Linked DNA regions of Triticum aestivum: region 2 is linked to region 1. Evidence: chromatin contacts called from public Hi-C data. All regions are on one chromosome and are shown on one strand. Each heading gives the region's core, a stretch centred on a gene start, on an enhancer-like site or on the middle of the called end of the contact. The rest is flanking DNA. Distances are from core to core; before and after follow the strand shown. Region 1 holds the start of LOC123148790. Region 2 holds the start of LOC123154001.

What was found. A called contact is a pair of places that touch in the nucleus more often than the background predicts.
Region 2: a Hi-C map of leaf shows a contact between it and region 1, with 4 times the contacts expected there. The contact joins the promoter of LOC123154001 here to the promoter of LOC123148790 in region 1. A contact is called at or near these places in 2 of 5 Hi-C or Micro-C datasets (both in leaf).

The regions. Positions count from the first base shown.
Region 1 is chr7A:629,733,757-629,739,253 of IWGSC CS RefSeq v2.1, reverse strand. It overlaps LOC123148790, which reads left to right and starts at 3,447. Exons shown (of 3, transcript XM_044568276.1): 1 at 3,447-3,592; 2 at 4,576-5,497. The coding sequence starts at 4,632. It overlaps LOC123148792 (cytoplasmic 60S subunit biogenesis factor REI1 homolog 1), which reads left to right. Exons shown (of 5, transcript XM_044568278.1): 2 at 1-18; 3 at 106-275; 4 at 799-1,017; 5 at 1,127-1,558. The coding sequence ends at 1,286.
Region 2 is chr7A:630,591,570-630,597,320 of IWGSC CS RefSeq v2.1, reverse strand. LOC123154001 reads right to left here and starts at 2,225. Exons shown (of 2, transcript XM_044572825.1): 1 at 380-2,225; 2 at 1-92. The coding sequence starts at 1,494. The coding sequence ends at 532.

The DNA of each region.
Region 1 (5,497 bases), core at 2,198-4,697:
ATATATGTTGGACTGAAGGTAGGCATTTCCCCATCAGTACTAATGTCCTGGTTCGCTAGTTGCATGTTTTCTAACATGATCTTGTACTTGTTATTCTGCCTGCAGGTGAAGCGTGATTTTATGTGCCTCTACTGCAATGACAGATGCCAGCCTTTCCAAAGTCTTGAGGCTGTCAGGAAGCATATGGATGCAAAAGGTCACTGCAAATTGCGTTATGGAGATGGTGGGGAGGATGAAGATGCTGACCTTGAGGATTTCTACGATTACAGCAGCAGGTTTGTACTGTGCTAAACTTCTGTATTAATAAGTTTCTTCTTGCAAAATTGTTACTAACCTTCTTGTTTCCTGTAATAAGAACATTAGTTTTGATAATATTAGGGTTTTGAGTTTGGGCTTCTGATGGGCTTTTTTCAAGACAACCCTGTTTGAGAACGTGCTCATCTTAGCATATGTTCTCCAAATTCTAGAATTTTTGCTTTTTGCATTGGCTCTTGCTTTTTTGTGGTTCCATGAATGCTTAGATTGAAGCAGAATGCTGTTGATAGTTGTGTTCTGTTAATTAGCCATCTTTGTTGGAATAATTTTTGAACAAAAGTAAAATTAATCTGAAATGCTCATCTCTGTCCACTGAATCATAGTCATGTAGTATCTGTGTGATCAGTGTTGGATATTAAGTATCCTTTAGTGGTGAATGTGCAAGTAGTATCTGTGTGGTCATTGTTGGATATTAAGTATCCTTAGTGGTGAATGTGCTGCGCACATCTAACACCTAATGGCATTGTTTTACTCTGGTTGCAGCTATGTTGATGTGGAGGGTAAGCAGCTGGTTGCTGCTGGTGACATGGACAACAGCATTGAACTGGGAGGTGGTGGATCCGAGCTCGTGATCACAAGCAAGAGCGAGAAGGGGAGACGCGTGACGACTCTTGGTTCCCGAGAGTTCATTCGCTACTACCGCCAGAAGCCACGGCCTTCCGTTGCAGCAGACCGTGCTCTTGCACTTTCCCTGGCTTCCAGGTTTGAATCCTGCATTCTTCATCCTATCCATTCAAGTATCTTTGTCATGTTGCATTCGTAAAATGCCGAGACCCTTATGCTTAACTGCGTTTCTGTTCCCCTTTTTCAGCTACAAGAGCATGGGTTTGGTGACGGTCCAGTCCAAGGAGCAGATGGTGAGGCTGAAGGTGCTCCGAGCGATGAACAAGAGCGGGGTGGAGACGATGAGGACCAAGATCGGGATGAAGAGCAACGTGATCCGCAACCTGCCCAAGAACGTCCCGTACTAGTCGCGACGCCCGCTCTTCCTGTAGGAGCAGCAATCAGTCCGTGGAGCTCCAGCACTACTTACTGCCCTCGCAGCCATTGGTGTGTTTCGTCGACGATATCTATTCTAGAATAACGGTGCGTCCTTTGTCGAAATTTTTGTGCGGCTGCTGGTATCGACAGTCCTATTTACACCGTTCAGCCCAGTTGAACCTATGACTAGTCTCGCGGCGATGGGTGTATGCAGCGTATGACTTGACTTGTCGAGAAAATGATATATGGCCTTGTTGGATTCCGTTTTGAGTCTTGAGCTTGAACGATCTTCGCTGAGGTAGACCGAGAGGTTGTCGCGTTGCTTCAGTGTGATCCCACGGTGACAGATGCAGATGAAATGTAGCAGGAGGTCAGGGTCTCCTCACCTAACGCTGGTACTACTCTGGAGTGGTGACCGGGGCGTGTGAAGTTTTACCGCCACCCATTTATTCCACATACTAAACTCAGGTTGCCTGCGTCCACGTTTCATACCCGATGGCAGTAGAGTAGAGTAAGAGGTGGTAGCAGGTCTGAATTTCGCGTTTGTGGTTGAGTTGTAACGGAGTCTTGCTTTCTTTTTTCAATTGGCATATGCCATGGTCTTCCTCCACACGTCAACCGTCCGGCCGTCCCTTTCCCGTCTTATTATTCCGTGAGCGAAAAAAAAACGCTTTCATATTCTCCCACACACAATCTCACTGCCTACGCAAAGCGCATTTGACGATTCCGTGGGAACATTCCCGGAGCAGGCTAATTTGCTCCGTGTGTCTAAAGTAAGTGCATGTTTCAAATGTGCCTTCGAATATGAATCGCACAAACATGGCCCTGTCCTTAATTGAACAGTAAAGCTATCACAGCATCTACAACCGGACCATCCAAGGCACCTCAAACTGTCTCTATATATGTCCGGGTTATTTGGCATCTTCAAAACCCAGTCCATTCATGGGGATGGTCCGAACACGTCCATCATGTCGGGGCGCACGTTGGCCTACCATGTCTCCACCGTGTCCCATAAATACCCCATTTCGGTTCAAACTCTAGTCAAAGTCCACACTCTTCTCAACCGGTTTGTTTACATTGTCCGTTGTCTCACTGCACGTCCTTGTCCCATCCCCTGCGCCATGGCCAGCTACGGCAATGGTTTCGACAACGTGTCCGATCCAATTGACTGGGCGATGCTCCTTAAGGAGGATTTCCAGCTCATCCACTCTGGATGACGACGAGCTCGCACTTCGCATTGCCCTCGTTCAGTCGCAAATGGATATGGGCAACAACTCGAGCTCTACGGCCTCCCCGGGTGGCCCGGAGGGGCAGCTGTTCGCGCCCTCCCTGGTTAGGCAGCGGGGCGACCGGTGCTGCCTGACACCTCTAGGCCCTGCTCCTCCCTGGCAGCGTTGGGTGCTCGTGCCCGCATCGCCGAGCCGCGCCCGCGGTTGCCAGCCTCCTGCCGGTCAGCCTACGGGTCCTGCAGATCCACGTCGGAGCTGTTTTCGCCCACCGCTGAAGACGACAAGATCCTTCGCGATGTCATCGGCCTCGGCAAAGACGAATGCCCGCCAACACCACCTCAAAAATGCGATGGCACTCCGGATCGGAATTGAGGAGTCCGAGCGCCTCGCGGGGCAAACTTTTCTTTTTTGTAAATCAGATGTATATAGACATGTTTTAGTGTGTTTGTTCATTCATTCAAGTCCGTACGTAGTCCATATTGAATATCCAAACATCTTAGGGCATGTACAATGGTGCTATCTTAGGAGTGCCACGTAGGATAAATGATGAGGTGGAGGAGAGAGAACTCATAAGAAAAGGCTTGTCTTCTCTTATTTAAGATAAAACAAGAGATGATCTCTTAGCACAATTTGTCTCACCATGTTTTAAGGAATTGCTAGTTATTGAAGATAAGGCTAAGATATAACCCATTGTAGACATACTCTTTTGTCATCACTAAATTACATGCAAGATTTAAGATAAGACTATCTTATCAACCATTGTACATGCCCTTATATATGTGAAAAAAGGGAGTAATAACTACTAGGCGAAAAACTTAAGAATAATAACAAGAAAAAACAAAAGGGTCGATTTTCCCCTGAAAAAGAAACGGGAAAAAGGCAGAGGAAAGGGGAGTGCGACCCGGTATAAGAAAACCGAACGGAAGAGCCGAAATGGATGGCGACTTGGATGCGCGAGTAGAAAAAGAGAGGAGGCAGAGAGAGAGAAGAGAGATAGGGAGAGGGTGGCTGCATCATCACCACCACCTCGGAAGTCCTTGGCGAGCGTGCGTGCGAGCTGTGGGAGGGTACGGTTTTTTCAACTCCCCCTCACCTCTCTCCCCTCTCCCTTCGTCTCCCCTCCCCTCTCCCACCACCGCCACCTACCCCGCGCCGCGGCGGCGTCAGCGACGGTACGGCTCCCCCCTTCCATTCCCCCCCTGTTCGATTTCGGGGTCTCCTCCCCTCCAGTCGATCGGAGCTCCTGGCCAGTCGACCTTCTCCTTTTGCCTGATGCGGAAGAGATTTTGGGGATGCCGCGCTGCCGGGGCGGCGCGAGTCTTCCGCGGGTTTCGTTCGGGCGGATTTGGGGCTGTTTGTTTAGCCCCTTGCCGACGCGTTTTGGTGGGATGGAGTGATTCTTAGAGCTCAGGGGTTTAGGCCGGCGGGCGAATATACTCGTGTCGCGTGATTTGATTTGATGGTCGGCTCAGTCCCGATCTCCTCCGCGCTGCCGGTGAGGCGCCCTGTCCAGATGCGGATTGAAGCGGCTGGTTAGGAGTTTTGGTTGGTTTTGGGTCAGCACACACCCAGATCGAGCCCCGTTGGCGTTGGGGATTCTGCTGTCTGATTTCCATTTCTCCTGCTAGGATTTCTCCTGTTTAGGATTTTTGATTGGTTGGTCGGATAGATGGCTGGGTTTGGCCAGAGCGCTATGACGATCTTCTTGGGGGTTTGTAATCAGACGAAGGTAGTAAAACCAGTAGCACTTGCGTTAGGGGGTTGGGCCGGGATTCTCTTTTTTTGTTTTTGAGCATAAATGGAATAGGCTTTTAGCAAATCATTAGCGGATCAAAAGAGCTTATGGCAAAAATTAATGATTACATGGACTGATTGGGTACTGAACATGTCTTTACTCTGCCATACATAGACTGTCATCATTCATCAGCCACCATGTTCTGTATTGATGGAAATGCTAAATACAGTATGTTGGACAGAAAATATATGCTATGTTTAGAAAGGAGGAACTCGGTGCTAATTAGTATCTGTTTTGCTTGTTGATGCCATGCAGGTTGTGATGAAAAGCTGCATCTGTTAAGGGACACAAGTTCTGCTACCGAGTTCGACATGGGTTCAGGAAACCTGATGGTGAAGAAGGTGGTGAGGCCCAGCTCTTTTGACCTTGACATACATCTTGACAAAAGCTGGAAGGAGGATGTGACCTGCCCAATCTGCCTAGATTACCCCCACAACGCAGTCCTCCTGAGGTGCACGTCTTACGAGAAGGGTTGCAGGCCGTTTGTGTGCGACACCGACCAGACCCGCTCAAACTGTCTTGAGAGGTTCAAAGGTGCTTATGAGCTACCTGCCAATGTCAAGGTCTCGTCTATAGCTGTGGCCCCTCTTGATAGCATCCACATCGTGTCATCTCACGCAAACAACCGCCCAAGTTGCCCATTGTGCAGAGGTGATGTTATCGGGTGGATTGTGATCAGCGAGGCTCGTCTGCATCTTAACCAGAAGAAGAGATGCTGTGAAGAGGATTGCTGCTCCTTTACTGGCAACTTCAATGAGCTTCAGAAGCACACACAGCAAAAGCATCCAGATTCACGCCCTTCAGAAATCGACCCTGCCAGGCAAGTTGATTGGGACAACTTCCAGCAATCTTCTGATATCGTGGATGTCTTGAGCACGATACATGCACAAGTTCCTAATGGTATCGTTCTCGGAGACTATGTCATTGAGTATGGGGATGATGATACTGGAGACGACTATGAAGTGCTCCACAGGGTTAGGAGGAAGTGGTGGTCTTTTATTTGTTGCAAGGCATTTTGTAGATATCCAAGAAGCCGAAGAAGAGGGAGAGGAAGGGACAGTAGAGGAAGTGGAAGGAGGAACAGCAATCAGGCTCATCTGGAGAACTTCAATCTCGAGGTTCCGACACAAGCTGTTGACCTGAGGGAACTCAGATTTGATGAAATCGATGATGAGTA
Region 2 (5,751 bases), core at 976-3,475, 860 kb before region 1:
CAAAGAGTGCCGCAAGACGAAATATCAGGAAGCAATTGGCCGTTATCTTCGGGCTTAATCCTATTGCGCCCCACCATTGTCATCTGGAAATCCTGCCAGTGTGAAGAGCAGTTAATTAGCACACTGAAGCTATTTCTGAACACACAACTCAGACAAAGCAAAAGGTTTGGAAGCGCATTTATCTTATTCTGTGAGTGGGATTCAGATTTCAAAACACTAAAAGAATGAAATGAGAAGAAGCGCATTTATCTTATTCTGTAAGAAGCATATTTCTAAACACTAGAAACTGAAACGAGAAAAGGTGCTTCTTGCAAATGAAATATACAGCAAGTAGTAACATCTGAGACAGTACAGATTGAAGAGGAAGTTCAACTGATACCTGCTTTTGCAAGGTTGGGTGTGAACCATATGGGAGGGAACCACGTCCTCCAGGGTTCAGGATCAACCAACCTGGTCCTGCTATTGTTCTCCAAGTCGTACACCCCTATGTCACGGGGATCATCTTCGCAGTCGAATAAATCTTCATGATCATCATGAGTATAATACACATGGTTTGACATCAAGCCTGGATGATCCAACCAACCTGGTCCTGCTATTGTTCTCCAAGTCGTACACCCCTATGTCACGGGGATCATCTTCGCAGTCGAATAAATCTTCATGATCATCATGAGTATAATATACATGGTTTGACATCAAGCCTGGATGATCTTTCACGCTAAAGCAAGATGTCGTGCGTTTCCCAGTAAACAACGCACAGTCACCTATCCCTGCCATCTTAACACGCTTTTGCTCGACAAAATCAACCTTGTACACTTCGAAAGCGGTTGCATACGTCTCACCAACCGGTTGTTCAGGATCCCAGTCCCTCTCCTTGTAGATTTGGAGAAAATCTCCCCATGGTGCCTGAAGAATGTAGTACCTCTGGGCCACGTCAACCATATCTGGTAAAATCCTTCTGTGGATGACGGATGGTCCATCCAGATTGTACATATCGATCGCGCCTTCTTCAGTCACTGCATAGAAACAGCCATCATGGTATATGCAATCTGCGTAGAAACTATGCATTTGGAGCCAGTTCCACCGAGCATCTCCCACTTTGGCGAACGAGAGCTGCCAGTACGGCTGATGGATGAGCATGACAATGCATTCACCTGTTGATGGATCAGACGATAAAATCGCCTTTATGTAGACAACTTCACCGCACCTATCCAAAGAACATCCATATGGTGTACTGTACACCCTCGGAAGCTTTCCGTGGTAGAAAGACACCTCGTACTTTTCAAGAACCCCATCGCCGTTTAGGACAGGTTTGACATGCTCCATGGTTGTCACGGGAGGGAGTGCAATCTTGTCACCGGTGATAGGGTTGAGCAGCATCAGGTCAGATTTTTCATCCATGGTGACTAGCCATCCGTGTGATGAGCCAATCCAGTTGCTGATGGGAGGTTCAGGGAGAGGCATGGAGTAGGCCTTCCGTTCGGAGAGACTGTACATGCCAAGAGCCTTCACACCGGCGGCCTCGGTACAATAGAGTAAGCAGGGGGTCTGCCGACTGGGGCAGACACCGCTGCCGCGGACCGTGGAGCTTTTGCCAGAATGTGCAGACGGCGGCGGATCGGAGGAGGTCCGGGCACTCGAGCAACTGGAATATGCTGATCAGTATGTCCGCTGGTAGCCCAGACCAATCTGGAGCTGGACCTCCCATTGGGGACGGACAGAGACAAATACCACAGCTTTAGAGCAAGTCGACTAGAACCACACGGGCGGCCGGAGCTGCGAATCAAAGAGACCAAGACTGCGGCAGCTCCGGCGGCTACTCCGGCCGCGTTCTGATGCAGATCCTTCCCACCCCAATCCAATCCGGGAGAGAACCGGATATGCCTGCCCTGCCCGGTCGAATCTGATTTGGGAACGAAACAGTGAAAACCAAGGAATCCGCCGCCACTTTTCCGTCCGTCCCGTGGGCTGCCCTCGCGACTCACGGGACGATTACCCGCCGCCTTACCTTCAGCTCCCTCACCCACGTCGGCCTATGTCGCCGCCGCCGCCGGCGGCATGCCCGCGGTGGCGGCAGGGCCCCTCTTCCACCTCCCTCTCCTCCTTTTGATGCTCTCTCCCTGGCGACCTCCGCCCTTCTCGCTGCGGCGCGGCGGTCTTGGCGGGTGCGTCGGGGTGACGCGCTCGTGGAGGTCCCGCCCGGCGGCGTGTGCGTCTCGGCAGGGAGCAAGCGTGCCGTGCCGCGGTGGGTTGGCTGTGCGGCCGATTCAGGCCTGGGCTGGGCCGCGCGGTAGATTTTTCTGTTTTTTTAATTGTTTTAGTTTTCTACTATTTCTGAATCTTTGAAAGACAAAAGATCCCAGGAGGCCGAAACGGCCCACAAGGCCTAAAAGCAACACAAGCCGGCCTGCAGCCGTGTCGGGCATGGAGCTTGGGAGCTCCTCCTATTTGACGCTCTCTGCGTCAGTCGAGCGATCTAGGCTCGCTAACAGTAGATCACGCTGGAATAAAAAAAGAAGAGATGCCAGGTTTCGAACACTAGACCCACCGCTCCCGAACATACGATTCGAACCAGTTGAGATAGCTCGCTTTCTTGATCACAAGCATTGCAAAACCTTAAGAAAACTAAAACGCCGATCCGAACGTTTTTAAAAAATTTAAACACAATTTTTTTTCAAAAAAAAACGTGAATGTTTTATCAAAAGCGAACATTATTAGCTTTTTTTTTACAAATTTTATGAAAGCTCAAACATTTTTCAACACACAAACGAATTTTGGAGACGTGAACATATTTTTTAGAACGGAAACATTTTCTAAACTACCCAAAAAACTGAACAGGAACAACTTTTCAAATTCCAAAACAAAATTTGGAAACACGAAAAACTTTTGCACGCGAATTTTTATGAAACTCCAGAACAAAATTTGAAAAAACGAACATTTTTCGAAACTCCAAAAAAACTTGTAAATATGAACATATTTTGAAATTTGTGAACAAATTTTGGAACGAGAACATTTTTTCAAACTCCCAAACAAATTTAAGGAATTGCCGAACATTTTTTCAATTTGTGAACAAAATTTGAAAAAATGAAAATTTTATAAATTTGTGAACAAATTTGGAAAGCTGGAACACTTTTTAAAATTCCTAAACATTTTTCGAATGCAAACAAAATTTGAAAAAACGAACAAGTTTGAATTTGTGAACAAAAATAAAAAATTGAATTTGCAAACAATTTCTTAAATGACGAACATATTTTAAAGGTTGAGAACAAAATTTGGAAACACGAACAATTTTTAAGTTTCCGAACAAATTTTGAAACATGAAATCTTGAAAAAGAGAAAAAACTAAAAAAAGGAAACGAAAAAAAACTAGAAAAGGAAAAAAGGAAAGAAGAAAAAAGAAAAAAAGAAAAATATAAACATAAAAAAATGAAATCCGGTTTAGGGAACCTTCCAGAAGGTCCCCCAAACCGGTAAAACCCGGCTGGGAGACTCTAGAAGGTTCCCAAAACCGAAACTGCCGCCTACAGTGGGAGATGGGCCGGCCCAGTTGATCACTCCCCTTTGCGTTTGCTCGACTGCTTGACGCGGAGAGCGTCAAATAGGATTTTCCGTAAAGGGTTGTGCATAGGCATATGACCGACTCGCCATCATGTGGATTATGCGGAGCACAAGATATTCATGGAGGCGCCTCCAGTCAATTTCACTATGCCAAGATGCACCTGGACATTCGTTGATGATGAATTGGCACAATATCTAGCATCAATCATCGAACCAAACGCCAAACAGTGCCTTTTCGCACTCATGGAATCATTATCACATGACCTGCTTGTGAAGCTCTCGGTTACCTTGTGGGCAATATGGGCAGCACGACGAAAAGCTATTCACGAAGGCATATTCCAAAGTCCAAAGTTGATTCATTCTTTCATTAATCCGTTCATCGAGGAGTTGGACATGATAACGGAGGTCAACCAACTACTCATTAGGCGGTTGGAACAGGCATGTTGCTGGTTCCCGCCCTACCTTCACAAGCGTCTAGCATTGTAGATGCCCTGAGAGTACATATATCTAGGCACTGGTAATAGTTGGAGTTCAAGACCCAGCCACACTCAAGGCCATTGCGGTCAGGGGAGGCCTTAGCATTGGCCACAGATTTGCACCTACAAAATTTCCTTGTCGCTTCTAATTGCAAGCAAGTTGTTGGAATGGAGCCACCATTAATGATATAAAACTTCAAGCAACACCTTTTAATTGTTCTTTTACTTTTGAGAGTCGTAGTGTTAATGTAGAAGCTCATAGTTCAGCAGATTTTCTCTTAATCTCGGTTCGGGACGCCACGTCTGGTTTGGCCGGCCCCACTGCCAGAATTGTATCCCTTATTCTGTGGCTTTTAATGAATAAAACTTGGCTTTTCCCTAAAAAAATTAAAGAGTTATGCCATGCCAGGCCCTTTTACAGCCGGGCTCTGCCGATCATGTGGCCAGGTTAGGTTAGCCGTGAAGCGGCGGCGCCGTCGAGCACAATCGACGAGGGATTCATTTGACTATAGAGGAGATTCTTACTCCTTGTATGTTGGTCAGCCGGTGATTTGCCGCTGGATCAAGATGTGACATGTGGTCGTGATGTCTGATACAACCTCTGTAAAGAAATATAATAGCGTTTAGATAATCTAAACGCTATTATATTTCTTTACAGAGGGAGTACAAATCTACCACCGGCTGCCATCTAAAAGGATGGTGGATGACTGCGAGAGCATGCCAAATTCAGGATTTTGGCGATGTTGGTGACCTCCACCTTTGTCTATGGTTTCATCGCACACACAACGGCGAGCTTTCGTCGACCGACGCATCACTGCTTGATTGCATGCTCATGTCTTGATCACGAGCGTATGTAGCTACTGAGATCGCAGAATGCAGAGGCGGTAGCATGGCAGGACTTCGATTTGCTGGTGGGATAAAAACTCTTATGTCGGCAGTGTGATCACACATTCTTCTGTTATTCTAACAAAACGTTTTATAGGAGCAGACTGCAGCAGGATGAAAATGACCACAATTTATGCAGCAGCATCATCTAACTTTATCATAATCATGATACAGCAAAAAAAATTTCTTTCAAAGATCACCAAAGCAATATGAGGCTGAGAGCAAAGTAAATAAGGTTCAACGACAACCAGAGACAACAACAAAGCATAAACTCTGGCACAATGATGAATTTAACAGGTCCATTAAACTGACTGGTGGCACTCTGGTTCTTGATCTTCTTCTTGGGCCTCAGCTGCTTGCTGTTACCACGCTTGTACTTGCAGAAGTCAACACCCCTTGGGTGCAGGCGCACATGGCATATGTAGATAAGTGAAAAATATTAGAATGTGTAAGATCAGTGTTATTAGACTCACAGGGTTAAATTACAAATGACTTTAATTCATTGTAAGAGGCGATCAAGGATTCCATGTATTGCAGTAGATATTGTAGAATAACCAAAACAACAACAAAAAAATCCAAAGGGCAAACAAAAAGACCTACAGCCCTGACAGAACTGAAATGCAATCAGAATTCAGCATGGAACAAGGAAGGATTCCATGGGAGGCTCACAGTGAAGAGCAAATTTTCATTTTCATTCTTTTTTTTAGAAAAGGAGGATGACCCCCGGCCTCTGCATCTGGGAGATGCATACGGCCACTTTATTGATTATTCTCAGGACCTTACAAAGTATTACAACAATGAGCTTGAATCCACCATCTTGGCAACACATGCCGCT